Regions from separate parts of the Mus musculus genome. Here region 1 is linked to region 2. Evidence: chromatin contacts called from public HiChIP or PLAC-seq data. All regions are on one chromosome and are shown on one strand. Each heading gives the region's core, a stretch centred on a gene start, on an enhancer-like site or on the middle of the called end of the contact. The rest is flanking DNA. Distances are from core to core; before and after follow the strand shown. Region 1 overlaps Bicd2 (BICD cargo adaptor 2). Region 2 holds the start of Susd3 (sushi domain containing 3).

Region 1 (6,676 bases), core at 343-2,842, 120 kb after region 2:
CTCTTGAGACCAAGACAAAGCCTTGTCTTCATTCTCTGAAGCCCTTTGTAGAGGACCCTGTGTTCCGTCACTGCACACCTTCCAAGCTCTCTGCGCCCCTTCCTAGTTGTGGAAGCCTGCCCTCTGCAGCTTATGTTCTCACGAGAAAGTCAGCTGAACACAGGCCAGCGGGGCATGCTGTGCAGGACAGGGCCTGGAGGTAACTGCCTCCCAAGCAGGAAGTCACAAGAGGGAAAATGGGAGAGGCTGTTAGGAGAAAGGTAGTAGGAGAGGTCATAAGGAATCTCCATAGGCCAGCGAGACCAAATCCAGCTGTGGGCCAGTGCCAGACAGTGGGGGGACAGTCATGTTAACAAAGGCCAGCGAGACCAAATCCAGCTGTGGGCCAGTGCCAGACAGTGGGGGGACAGTCATGTTAACAAAGGCCAGCGAGACCAAATCCAGCTGTGGGCCAGTGTCAGACAGTGGGGGGACAGTCATGTTAACAAAGGCCAGCGAGACCAAATCCAACTGTGGGCCAGTGTCAGACAGTAGGGGGACAGTCATGTTAACACGGGTCAGCAAGACCAAATCCAGCTGTGGGCCAGGGTCAGACAGTGGGGGGGACAGTCATGTTAACACGGGTCAGCAAGACCAAATCCAGCTGTGGGCCAGTGCCAGACAGTGTGGGGGGGGGGGCAGTCATGTTAACACGGGTCAGCAAGACCAAATCCAGCTGTGGGCCAGTGTCAGACAGTGGGGGGACAGTCATGTTAACACAGGCCAGCGAGACCAAATCCAGCTGTGGGCCAGTGTCAGACAGTGGGGGGACAGTCATGTTAACACGGGTCAGCAAGACCAAATCTAGCTGTGGGCCAGTGCCAGACAGTGGGGGGACAGTCATGTTAACACGGGTCAGCAAGACCAAATCCAGCTGTGGGCCAGTGCCAGACAGTGGGAGGACAGTCATGTTAACACGGGTCAGCGAGACCAAATCCAACTGTGGGCCAGTGTCAGACAGTGGGGGGGACAGTCTTGCTAAGCCAGGAGACCACAGCAGAACATAAGCCAAACCTAAGAATGGTGTGAGAACAGAACCTCTACCCTAGACTGGTGTGCAGATAGTGAAGGCTGAAGGCTGCCTGAGGCTGGGCTGGGGGGACCCTCCACAGACTTGGAGACAGAGAAGGGGACACTTAAAGCAAAGGTGGCTAAGGGGTGTGCAGGGAGACTCAGGATTTCCTCCTAAAGCATAAACAGGAACAACAGGAATCTCTTCCCCCACCCCAGACGGGCCTGGCTTCAATTCACTGACCTCATTTCCAGCCCTGAACGGCCATCCTGCCTTCTAGGTTGCCTAGGGGCTGAATGTGGGAGACAGTCCTGCACTGGCCTTTCAGGAAGGAGGGGCAGACAGATGGATTGTCACTGGGGCTGCTTCTCTTCCTCAGTGACAGCCCCTCCTCCACCCTCACCAGAGCCACACTTGTGGGAGGAAATGAGATCATGCGCTGGGCTCCAAGAGTGGAAGCTGCCTCTCCCCCACCCCCTATTGAGACTGAGCTCAAGACCTCAAGGACCCCACACCAGAGGAAGTGACTCCTCCCTGTTATTGATGGCCCCTGGGTCAGAGTCCTTGGGCCTGCAGAGGCTTGACTACAGCACACTCTCTTGGCCTGTGCTCTGCTGGACTGACAGCTAAAGCCAGAGTTAACTTTACAGCACCAGGCAGCCTTACCTGTGTCAAATGGTTCTAATGTCTTAGACCCTGTCCTCCTAATGGCTCTCTCAGTGTACTGTCACATGAAGAAACTGAGGCTTATGTGGTAGAGCCATTTTAGGGGCCTGATTGTGATCTCTGTGCTGTGTGAAGGGCCAATGGTAGACACCTCAGTCAGTTTTTGTTTTGTTGGCATTATTCCTGGGTAGGTAAATGGGCATTCGAGGAATGGCTTGTTGCAGACATGACACTGTTTCTCAGATGGATGTCTGGAGGCCCATTAGTCCCAGTACAGGGTAAGAATGTTCCCCTTGGTGATGAGTGGACAGGTATCCTGTGTGGGAAGGGTTGGGAGCTCAAGAGACCAGAAAAAAGACTGACAGTCCCCTAACACGGAGGCCTCTTGAGCCAGATGGTTGTCACACCCCTCATGCTGGTGAGCAACTTGAGGACAGGGGGTCCAGGTAAAGGAGAGCAGGTGGCTAGGACCTCAGATGCTTGGCTCCGAGTCCATATGCCCACTACTTGCATCTGGGCTGGTCATCTGCACAGAGCAGAGCCTGTACCCTGCACTCTGGGCTGACATCAGACACTCACCCTGGGAGGAGATGCTTTTCTGAGGGAAAACTAAACCCCTGTGGCTAGTTGGAGCCTGCTGGAACTCTCAGGAGCTGTGCATGTGATGGGCGGAGGTGGCAGGCAGCAGGCCAGCTGAGCGTCTCTGCTAAGCTAAGCCTGGTGGCTTGGGTTGGAAGCAGTCTCCACAGAAGAAAGTGTATGTTTGAGTCCTGTGCTGTCAGCAGAGAAGGTGCATTTAACCTGCCACGTGATGTTACCTTGCCAGCACATGACTTAAGTATGTGTGCACATTTCTCTTTGCCTGTCTTTCCACAAGGACACCCATCCACAGTCCATGCAGGCCCGTACACTCCACCAAAGGGAAATTCTTTGCCTAGATCCTGGGTCTAGCAGTGGCGGAAGAGTGGACGTTCTAGAGAGCCTCAGGAGGGTCAGGTTTACAGAGGCACTGAGGACTCACACAGCGTGTGGGCTCTGCTATAGGGGTATAACACTCCCGTGTGGCTCTGGACCTGGTGCTCTCAGGCTCCTATCCTGGCCTTCTGCCTCTGTCTTCAGTCACATAGCCATGTAGAAACTACTGCCTTCTAAGTCGCTAATTGCTATCACATAAGCCCTGGGGTAATGGTGGCCTTGGACCTTGCCCTGAGGGCTGTGGCCACATGGACCCACTTTGTACATGTTTGACTTCCCTTCCCCTTCCCCTTCCCCTTCCCCTTCCCCTTCCCCTTCCCCTTCCCCTTCCCCTTCCCCTTTCTTTCTTTCTTTCTTTCTTTCTTTCTTTCTTTCTTTCTTTCTTTCTTTCTTTCTTTCTTTCTTTCTTTCTTTAATATTTATTTCATTTATGTGGGTACACTGTTGCTGTCTTGAGACACACCAGAAGAGGGCATCAGATCTCATTATAGATAGCTGTGAGCCACCATGTGGTTGCTGGGAATTGAACTCAGGACCTCTGAAGGAACTAATGATGTGCACCATTACATGGCAGTGTTGATGCTGCAGCTATGGCTGTAGTGGCAGCGGTGTTGCTGCTCCTCCCCCTCCTCCCATCCTCTTCTCCCTCATCTTTCTCTTCTCCATTTATATGTTATTTTGTTTCACTGATCCAACACTACTGTTTTGTGTTTCCTCCTGCATCTTATGAGGCAATATGGCCTTCAGAAGAACATATAGATGTGATCAGGAGCAATTCCTGTAGATGCTGAGGGGGCAGAGCTGTGGGCCTGGGCTGCTTCCAGGGATCTGGAGCAGGTTGTTGTTGGTCTGGGGAGGCCATCCAAGCATTGGGAACAGGGGTTAGAAACAAGTATGGAGCAGGGAGGATATGGGGGTTCTTTAGGGACCATTGGTGGTGTGTGGAAAACATCTTCCTAGCCTTTCTCTGATGGTCTTCCCAACTCCTCACACATGACATGGAGATGGAAACCACCTTCCAGCAGCTTTTTTGAGATGGTCCACATCCAGTACAACTCACTTAAAAGTGTGCTCCATGCTTGCTTCTCATCCCTGTTCCTAATGCTTGAATGGCCTCCCCAGACCAACAACACACTTGCTCCAGAACCCTGAGCAACAGTTCCAGCCCCACTGCTCTGTTGTCCCTAGCACTGCCCCTCAGCATCTACATGGTCATAGGGGTGTGTGCCATCCTGTAGCTGTTTTTCTTTTTGTGGTGCTGAGGATGGAACCCAGGGCCTTGTATTCTGTGCCAGGCAAGACACTTTTCCCTGCCTTTCAGTTAATTTTAGAGTGTTTCATCATTCCAGTACTCTCAAACCCCTCTTTAGCCCCACTAGTCTACTTTCCTGTTCTGGATCTTTCTTACAAATGGAATCATAGGGTGCATAGTCTCTTTGCTGGCTTCTTTGACTAAGCAGAATGTCTTTATGCTCATTCGTGTTGTAGCAAGTGTCAAGACGTCATTCCATAATGTGGCTGAATAACCCTGCACTGCAGAGACAGACCATGCTTTGTTTATCCATTCATTTGCCAGTGGATACTTGGGTCTCGTCCACCTGGAACACTGGGAACACTGATGTGCAGGGTTCTGCGTGCTTTGTTCTCTGGTGTAGACATATGCAAATGAGCCCCAGTGTTGACCCCACTTAACAGGTTACCACTCAGATGGCCTCATCTTCCAGATGGAGCAAAGGGGGCAGAGTTAGGGTGTGGGCGAAGTCCTGAGAGAAGTGTATTGTGTGACGTGGCAGGACCATGTTAGAGACACCAGTGCCTTGCTCAGGTCCAGGAGAATGGCAGAGCCTTCCCAGTGAGGCTTAGAGGGATGACAACGTCTTCCTCTAGTCCAAATGTGGCTGCTGACCGTGTGCAGAGAATGCTCTGCCTGATGTTTATGGCCTGAAGAGTGCTTCCCTCATAGACTGCTCCTACCTAGATTAGCTAAACCCTCCTTGTTCAGCTGTATACCACAAGCCCCGCCTCCTCGTTCTCCCTCACTGCTTCAGTTAGGTGAAACCCTGGAGCATGCAGAGCTCAGCAGGGTGAGAGCAGGTTGGGTCACTTGCCTGAAGTTCCACACCTGAGAGAAGTGGAAGAGATCTGACCGTAGATGTCTGCTGCTCTGCACAAACCCTGCTGCCCTGGGCTTCTCTCCTCCAGACAGCCATATTGTTGCCCAAAGGGCTCACAGCGTACCTTGCTGTGCTGAGCCCCCTGTGATACTTGGAAGCACATGTGCTAGGGCCAGCTATAGAAGTAACCACACAGCATTTTTCTCTGCCCCTGCAGATCAACCAGAATGTGGAGATCCAGCGTGGTCGCCTGCGGGATGACATCAAGGAGTACAAGTTCCGGGAGGCCCGTCTACTTCAGGACTACTCAGAGCTGGAGGAGGAGAACATCAGCCTGCAGAAACAAGTGTCTGTGCTCAGGCAGAACCAGGCGAGTCTCTAGAGTAGTGTCACCTCTGGGCATCTTAGTCCTTTCACCCACCCATCTTCCCCTTCTCTGCCTCGGTCCACATACCTGAGGCCAGGACCAGTGGGACCTCCACAGTGGAGACAGGGGAATCAAAGCTCACAGCATCTAGCACTATAAGAGCATGAAACAAGGCCTATGACTTTAGTATGACAAGTTCCCAGGCCAAGTGTAGCATGGGAGTCTGTTTCTGCTGAGCAGAGATAGGTACTGATGGCATACCAGAAAATCTACCTTGGTGAACCAGTGATAATATTGAGCTTACTTACGGGAGCATGACTAAGGAGAAATCTTAGGAATGTGGGTGAAGGGTTACTGGCAGGGGCATAGGTGAAGGGTTATAGGGGCATGGGTGAGGGGGTCACGGGCATGGGGGGAGGAGTTACAGGAGCATGGGGGAGGAGTCACATGGCATGGGGGAGGGGTTACAGGGATGGAGGTGAAGGGTTACAGGGACATGGGGGAGGGGTCACGGGCATGGGGGGGAGTTACAGGGGCATGGGGGAGGAGTTACAGGAGCATGGGGGAGGAGTCACAGGAGCATGGGGGAGGAGTCACAGGGCATGGGGAAGGGGTTACAGGGACATGGGGGAGGGGTCACAGGCATGGGGGGGGAGAGAATTACAGGGGCATGGGTGATTCCAGAATAGCTACATCACTAAAAAAACTTGCATCTTGGCATGGGTGATGACCTCTAACAGTTGCTAGATGGAGTTCTCTCTTCATTTAGCCTTTTGTTTCCTGTCTACTTTAGCAGACTCTGAAATTGCTTGGGCAGGTTTAGGGGACAGGGGACAAGGGACAGGAGGGAGGGTGTGGCTAGAATCTTGGGTGAGCGTCTAATGCACTTTACCCTTCCTTCTATGAGAGCATGTGTATAGGCCTGATCTTGTGAGGGTCTCCGAGCTGGGTAATCATGGCTGCTCTGATTTCGAGACAGCAAGGGCCATGTCATGCCTGGAGGACAGTGTTCCACATCACCAAGGTATGGGGGAAACTCAGAAAGACGAACCGGCTGTACTAAGACCCCCCCAGAGACTGACCGTGAAGCCTGAAATACTGCCATGGCTCTGCCTGTTGTAGGGATGGAGGATGTACCCTCTGCCTGTGGCAGGGACTAGGGAGTCCTCCTGGATGGGTAAGGCTTAGAACCACACAGTGCCTGAACACGCACCCCATGTTCAGAGATGCCCTAAGATCTGTAGGCAGCAGGGAACAGGAAATCCTAGACTCTACCCCAAATGCCATGGGTACTATGCTTGCTTTGGTTAGAGCCTCTAACACCCGATCATCTCACTACAGAGGCCTCACCATCACTGTCACTGTCAGGGACCCGGCATTTATCCCATGCAAGAGGAAGCCTGTGTGTCAGGGTAGAAGCTTCCGTGTTTGCACAGCAGTCAAGGGATGGACTCTGGAGCTGGATAACCACAGGAGCAGGGCTCACAGCTCCAGCCTGTAGCT
Region 2 (6,309 bases), core at 138-2,637:
ACTCCTCCAGACTACTATGCAGAAGGTACTCACAAGCATGTCCCCCCTTCCCCCCAGCAGTACCAGGCCCAGAGTTAGCCTCTTCTAACACAAAGGCGCTCCTGTGGAGTAACAATTAGAAAGCTAAAACTAGCCACACCTGTGGGGCCAGCAATGGGCTGGCACGATGGGATGGTATCAAACGGATCAAACCCACTAAAGGTTTCTCAACCTGGGGGTCAGTCGACCCTTTCACAGGGATCTCCTAAGACCGTTAGAAAACACAGTTATTTGCAATAGGATTCATAACTAGCAGGATTACAGTTATGAAGCAGCAATGGAAATAAATTTATGGTTGGGGGTTACCACAGCACGAGGAACCGTATTAAAGGGTCGCAGCATTATGACGGTTGAGAAGCACTGCTCTAGGGTGAGGGCAATGTGCCTACAGATCCTCAGCTTCCTCCAGTGCAATGCAGCTAAGCCCTCCACAGAGGCAGGAAACCTCCTGGATGCGCAGGACTGAGCTCTTGGGAGGAATGTGGTTTTGGTGGTGTTTCTAAGAGTTAGCAAAGCTGACATCAGCATCGCTTCTCGCCCTTTTGGCTAAGATCAAGTGTAGAACCCTCTTCGGCACACTTAACAACCATTTTCCCTCCTCCCGGAGACCTCTGACCTTTGACAGCCTAGATGCAGCCCGGGTCCTGGTTGCTGGATAACCTCCCATCTCCTCTATCACAGGCTCACTTTCCCTTTGGTAAAGTGTGGCTGGAGTAATCAACAAAGATGATAACAACTCTCTGCAACCCAGAAGACATTTCCATGACTCCCTCCAACCCCGGGCCGCACACCCCGCCAGGTGAAGCCGGCTCCGACTTCCGCAGGCACCTGGGACTGCGCGGGGCGACCGTCGCCGAATCCGTGCAAACGCTAAGAGGTGCCCGCCGCCTGGTTTCGGGCCGCTCGCCGCCCCGTTTCGGCTCAGTTGGGGTCGCCCGCTGGATCGGCGGGAAGTCAAGAAGAAAGTTCGTTCTCGAGAAGGCCCTGGCAGTGCGATGCACGCCCCCTTCCTGGACAGGGTCCCCAGCACAGCAGCCCCTCGCCCCTCTACTTCTCCGTCGGTGAAGAGGGCACTGAGAACTGCGGCCCTAGCCCTCACCTGTCTGGTTCACTGGGACAGGCGTTGTGTTCCCAGCACGCCACCGCGGCCTCGCTCGGCCCCGAAGGGTCGCAGACGTTCGGCGCATCCTGAGCGCTCCGCAGTGTTCTGTGGAGCTTGCGGAGGTGGGGGCGGGACTTAATTGAGGGGCGGGTCGTTGGAAGGCGTGGCTGTCTCTAGCCACACCCAGGTCGCGCCCTCCAAGACGCTAGAGTTGAACTTTAGTCCGGTCCCGCCAACCCCTTGCACTGGGTGGCAGAAGTGGGATTGGACACCTGGAGGGGCAGAGAATGGGGAGCCTCCAGGCTGATCGCCTCGAAGTAAGCCTTTGAGCTAGAGCCGTCTTTCTGCACACCCTTCCTCTCCCGACTCACCTTTGGACTCTAGGGCCAGGCAGGTGACCTTGGAGAGTGACAGCCTCCTCATTCTCTTCTGGAGTCAGGGTTGGTAGCACCCCCTAATGTCTCCTTTTCACTTGAACTTGCGAGTCACGCGTGATGTGACTTTCTTTAATGTCCTAAAGTTGAAATCAAGCTTATGTCCGGTCTGCTGCATCGTGAAAGGCAGGTCCATCCACAGACCCCACTGTGATACCAACCCCTCTCCTACCCCACCCCCACCATACTCTGAGATATCAGAATTCCTGGCCACATAGCCAGAGATCCCTGTCTGCCAGTGGAGAGCAGCTGCCTGGAGGCTCAGGGATGGGACTTAGAGGGATTTAAAGTGTCCTTGATTTGTGGGTAGAAGCTGTGAAGGACGTGGGGGGGGGGAGGCACCTACCACCATCGTGTGGCTCAGTGCCGCCCCTCCCCCCTCCCCCTCCCCCTCCCCCTCCCCCAATGTTCAGCAGCGCTGACCAACAGTTATTTAGGGTGGGGATGTTTCCTAGGCTTACAGAACAAAGCACTACAGATAGAACTCCACAGAACCACAGATCCACGTTGTCTCATCATACAGGAGGTGGGGCCAGAGCTCTTCAAAGTCTCCAGGGAGCATCCTTTTTTTCTTTAGATTTATTTTACTTTTATGCATGAACGGTTGGCCTGCATGTATGTGTGCCTTCTGCATGCCAGTGGTTGGCTGTGTGTCACCATGTGGGTGCTGGAAACCAAACTCAGATCACATGCAAGAACAGCAGGTGCTCTTTACTGCTGAGCTATCCTTCCAGCTCTTGTTTTCTTGGTTCTTTAGTCTCTACTCAATAGAAAAAAAAAATGAGAATTTCACCCCCAAAACCTTTCACAATGACTCAAGCCCTAACATTCCATTGTCGATGGGTAAAAGGTTCAGATAAGAGCTGTACAGGGCGCCGGGGCGGTGGTGGCGCACGCCTTTAATCCCAGCATTTGGGAGGCAGAGGCAGAGGCAGGCAGATTTCTGAGTTTCAGGCCAGCCTGGTCTACAAAGTGAGTGCCAGGACAGCCAGGGCTACACAGAGAAACCCTGCCTCGAAAAAAACTCCCTCCCCCCCCCCCCAAAAAAAAAAGAGCTGTCCATGGGAAAGCACAAGGATTAACTTCCTGATGGTAGGTTAGAGGGGAGGAGAGGAGTTGGTTATATGCCTGGGATCTGACCACTTTGCAGTTCTACCATCCAGGGTGAGTCAGCTCATCAACAACTAGCACCCACCTCCACCCACCTCGGGTTCAGAAATGATGGCTTGAGAACCCTTTGAGGGTGTGTGTGTGTGTGTGTGTGTGTGTGTGTGTGCCATGGGGGTGACTACTGAGCACCTGACACCTGCCAGGCCAGTTCAAGAGCCAAGGATACAACAGGGCACAGGGAAAACTGTCAGGAAGCTGGCTCCTCCCCCTCACGCCTCACTGCCACTGGGCAGTGAGGTTACAGGCATTCTTTATTCTGGACTTTCTACTCTCTTTCCTGTATTTTCTGACTTTGCAACAATGAGTAAGTGTATTGTCTAATCAGAAAGCAGAAAATAGGATCAGCAAGATGGCCCAGTGGGTAAAGGTGCTTGCTCTGTAGGCCTGGCAACCTGTGTGTGGAAAGAGAGAACCACGGAGTAATCCCCTGCCTTCACACACACACACACACACACACACACACACACACACACACACACACACATGCTAAATTAAAATCTTAAAACCAGGAAACAAATATGTGAGGAGGAAGAAGAGAAGGAGAAAGAGGAGGAGGAGGAGGAGGAAGAGAAGAAGGAGGAGGAGGAGAGGAAGGAGGAGGAGGAGGAGGAGGAGGAGGAGGAGGGAGGAAGTGAGAATGTCTGTAGAGACACCAGACCCTCGGAAAGCTGGCGTTACTGGCAGTTGTGAGCTGTCTGATGTGCATGGTGGGAACCAGACTCCGGGTCTCTGCAAGAGAGAAGCAAGTGCGCTTAATTGCTGACCCACCTCTCCAGTTCTCCATAACAGATATTTCTCAAAGCGTCGTACTCGTAAACAATCTCAAACATCCCCAAAGCCACTGTGCTCTGTACTTGTCAGAGAAGATGTAGGCTAGTTGATCATGGTGATCCGTGCCTGTGACCAACACTTGGGAGGTGGAGCCAAGAGCATCAGAAGTTCTATCTAGACCAGCCTGTACTGGAGACCTTGTCTCAAAAACCAAAACCAACACTAAAGCCAGAAACAAAACAAAACAAAAACTGGGAGGGAAGAAAGCAAGCAAGTTATGAGATGGCACTCATTCTACAGACAGGGAAACCAAGGCTGAGAGAAGGGTCAGTCTGGTCCAAGGTCACTTGGTTGTAAGGATTAGCCTCGTTATAGTGATCTGAAGAGTTTCCCCCTAAGCACAGCTTTCCAGAGGCAGCCTTGGGTTTTCATTCGCTGGAGGCTGCTCCCAGATAAGCTGGGAGGTAAGAAGGTGACCTGGTAGCTCAAGGGTCACCAGAGGCTTAATACTCAGGGGCCTGTTAAGCTTCTTTGATACCTAGCACCCACCTACTGAGAAGGGCTGGCCTCTAGGGCCAGGTTGTCTCCAGACAAGCATGACAGTCCTGCCCTCCCTCCCCCATGATGCCCTCACACATGCTAGACCCGCAGCAGCTGCTTGGTTCTTAGCAACTGTGGGGTTCCTGTGTTTCAATTCTGACTCTCTCTGGGCTGGGCTTGGCCTTTTGGGACCCTGGGTAAGGCTCCACTCCTTTGGGGGCTCCTGTCTCTTTCTCCAAGTCTCAGTGAAAAGGATAGTTTGTGGCTAGCCAACTTAGTGTAAGGATTCTTTTTTGTTTTCTTTGTTGTGGACCAGTGAGTTTCATAACAGGAACATAGGCACAGGACTAGTAATAGTAACACCACAGAAGACAATGTATCTCAGTGAAGGGAGGGGCCTATAAGTCCCTCCCCTAGAAGGGGAGGGATTTTTGACTCCTCCAGGCTAGGGCCTGTGGGGGAAAGTGTACCACTATCCTCTAAGTAGTGAGGCTCTGCCCCCTGAAAGTTGCTTAAAGATTTCCCACTGTATCGAGGCCTGAAGCACAGGTGAGTGTCAGCCCTGAACAACACAGTTCATTTCAGATCTTCCGAAGTAACATTCCGAAATGACATTTTACTCTTCTTATATTAATTATCTTCGGTGTTTGGAGAGGTGATTTGGCCCAAAGCAAATCTGAACCCCAGTAGCAAATTCTATTAGGAACTTAAAATATAATCCCCTGTGGCTTGATGCTCTGTCTCTTGAGCCCACAGTAAGACTCTGTTCATTGGGGCCTTGGGAGCAGCCATGAGCCTGCTTTCTCTAGCTTGCCTTGTAGCCCTCCAAGGTCTTTCACTTCACCCATCAATGCCTTCCAGTCCACGCTATCCATGTTTCTCCTGGTGTGATGGTCTCAGAAAACCTGTCGGTGTCCTCAGTAGCTCGTGGATACCATCTGGCAAGAGCTTCCACCCCCAGATATTTCTGGATCCCCTCTCTGTTTTCAGATCTGAGATGAACCATTACCCATGGACCACATCCCAATTTATTCAATAAATAATGCCCAGCAACACTTTAAACATTGTGGTCCCCCTCAACCCCGGTTTACTTTGTTTCTTTCCTCACACCCCCAAGGGTTTTTCTCTGTAGCCCTGGTTGTCCTGAACACACTCTGCGGACTAGGCTGGCCTCAAACTCACTGAGATCCACCTGCCTCTGTCTCCTGCCTGCTGGGATTAAAGTGAGGAGCCAATACTGCCCAGTCAAACACTCTCAACAATACATTTCCTAATATTAGCAAACTGGACAGGATACAGTCATGCCCAACCACCCCTTACTTCAAAGCCTCTCTCTTCTCTTGTGTAACAGTTTCTTCTGAGATTGACTCATTTCATCCTTGGAGGGAAGCTCTTCAAGTGGGTAAACAACTCAAAATAGCTTCAGGAAGTCCGTGAAACTGACCAGATTCACTAGGTCCCTCCCTCCCAGAGTAAGCAATGAAAGTTGAGAGTCCTTCTCAGATGAGAGGAAGGTAAACTGCAAAGGAGACCAGCTACCTGGAAGAAGCAGACACTAACAGAGAGGCTTGGAAGAAGTTTAGATCAGTGTTGCTTGGAAAGGACCCTCTCCAACTTATTGAAGCCCCTGCAGTGAACTCTAGGTTCTCAGCTTTGTGAGCTGTCACCCATGCTGGGGTGGCCTTTGGGGAAGCAGCTGACTTTGAGTTATTTCTGCTCCTATAAGTAACCTCTCACCCCAATAAAACTCATTGGTTCACTACGTTGGCCTTTAGTGGTATCCATATTTTTTGGTCTGTCACAGGCTCGCTATCTGGGGTGAGTAGATGTGTGTGTTGTGTCTCCCCATGAAGTTTTGCCACACATCACTGCTCAGTGATTACTACAAGCACCCAGGAGAACCTCGGCTGAATCATCCACGGCCTGCCTGAAGCAAGCTTTCCTTGGTTCATGTCCAACATCACTGCTGATGGGTTCTCCGTTCCACCTACACTGTAAGACAGCTCATCCCAGCTTTCCACCACTCTAGAAAAGCCCTTTCGCTGTAATCGGTGCCCGTTACATCCCTGCCAGGACGCTGCAGGCGCCGCGCATCTCAGCATTTCTGCTAACGTTCTCTTCAAGGCCAGTGCAGCCAAGAGCTTTCTCTACTTCTCTTTTTTGAATCCTCACCAGCGAAACCTTAAAATAAATGCCCACATTTCTACCAGAATCACTTTTTAAGCCTTAAAAAAACAACAACAAAAAAAACCT

Evidence for each region. HiChIP or PLAC-seq counts read pairs in DNA pulled down with a chosen protein or histone mark.
Region 1: a contact with region 2 is called in a BATF HiChIP or PLAC-seq map of CD8 T cells, with 5 read pairs. The contact joins the enhancer-like site here to the promoter of Susd3 in region 2. A contact is called at or near these places in 6 of 39 promoter capture datasets (the C10 cell line, the HPC-7 cell line, cranial neural crest and 3 more), 1 of 15 datasets of contacts at CTCF or cohesin (large pre-B cells), 12 of 484 Hi-C or Micro-C datasets (the 63-12 cell line, B cells, Th1 cells and 6 more), 9 of 115 datasets of contacts at active chromatin or transcription factors (the 230-238 cell line, CD8 T cells, T-cell acute lymphoblastic leukemia and 6 more) and 4 of 9 other capture datasets (adipose tissue, liver, macrophages and 1 more).

What each region holds. Positions count from the first base shown.
Region 1 is chr13:49,370,194-49,376,869 of GRCm38.p6, forward strand. It overlaps Bicd2 (BICD cargo adaptor 2), which reads left to right. Exons shown (of 7, transcript NM_001039179.2): 3 at 5,024-5,176. Among named protein-coding and RNA genes, the nearest start is that of Bicd2, 32 kb to the left of the region's middle. Within about 2 kb of position 1,593, at least 221 of the 459 cell types and tissues checked have an H3K27ac peak or open chromatin away from gene starts, as enhancers often do. A contact at or near this core is called in the 230-238 cell line, the 63-12 cell line, B cells and 12 more, where this site is marked.
Region 2 is chr13:49,246,907-49,253,215 of GRCm38.p6, forward strand. Susd3 (sushi domain containing 3) reads right to left here and starts at 1,388. Exons shown (of 5, transcript NM_025491.4): 1 at 1,139-1,388. The coding sequence starts at 1,226.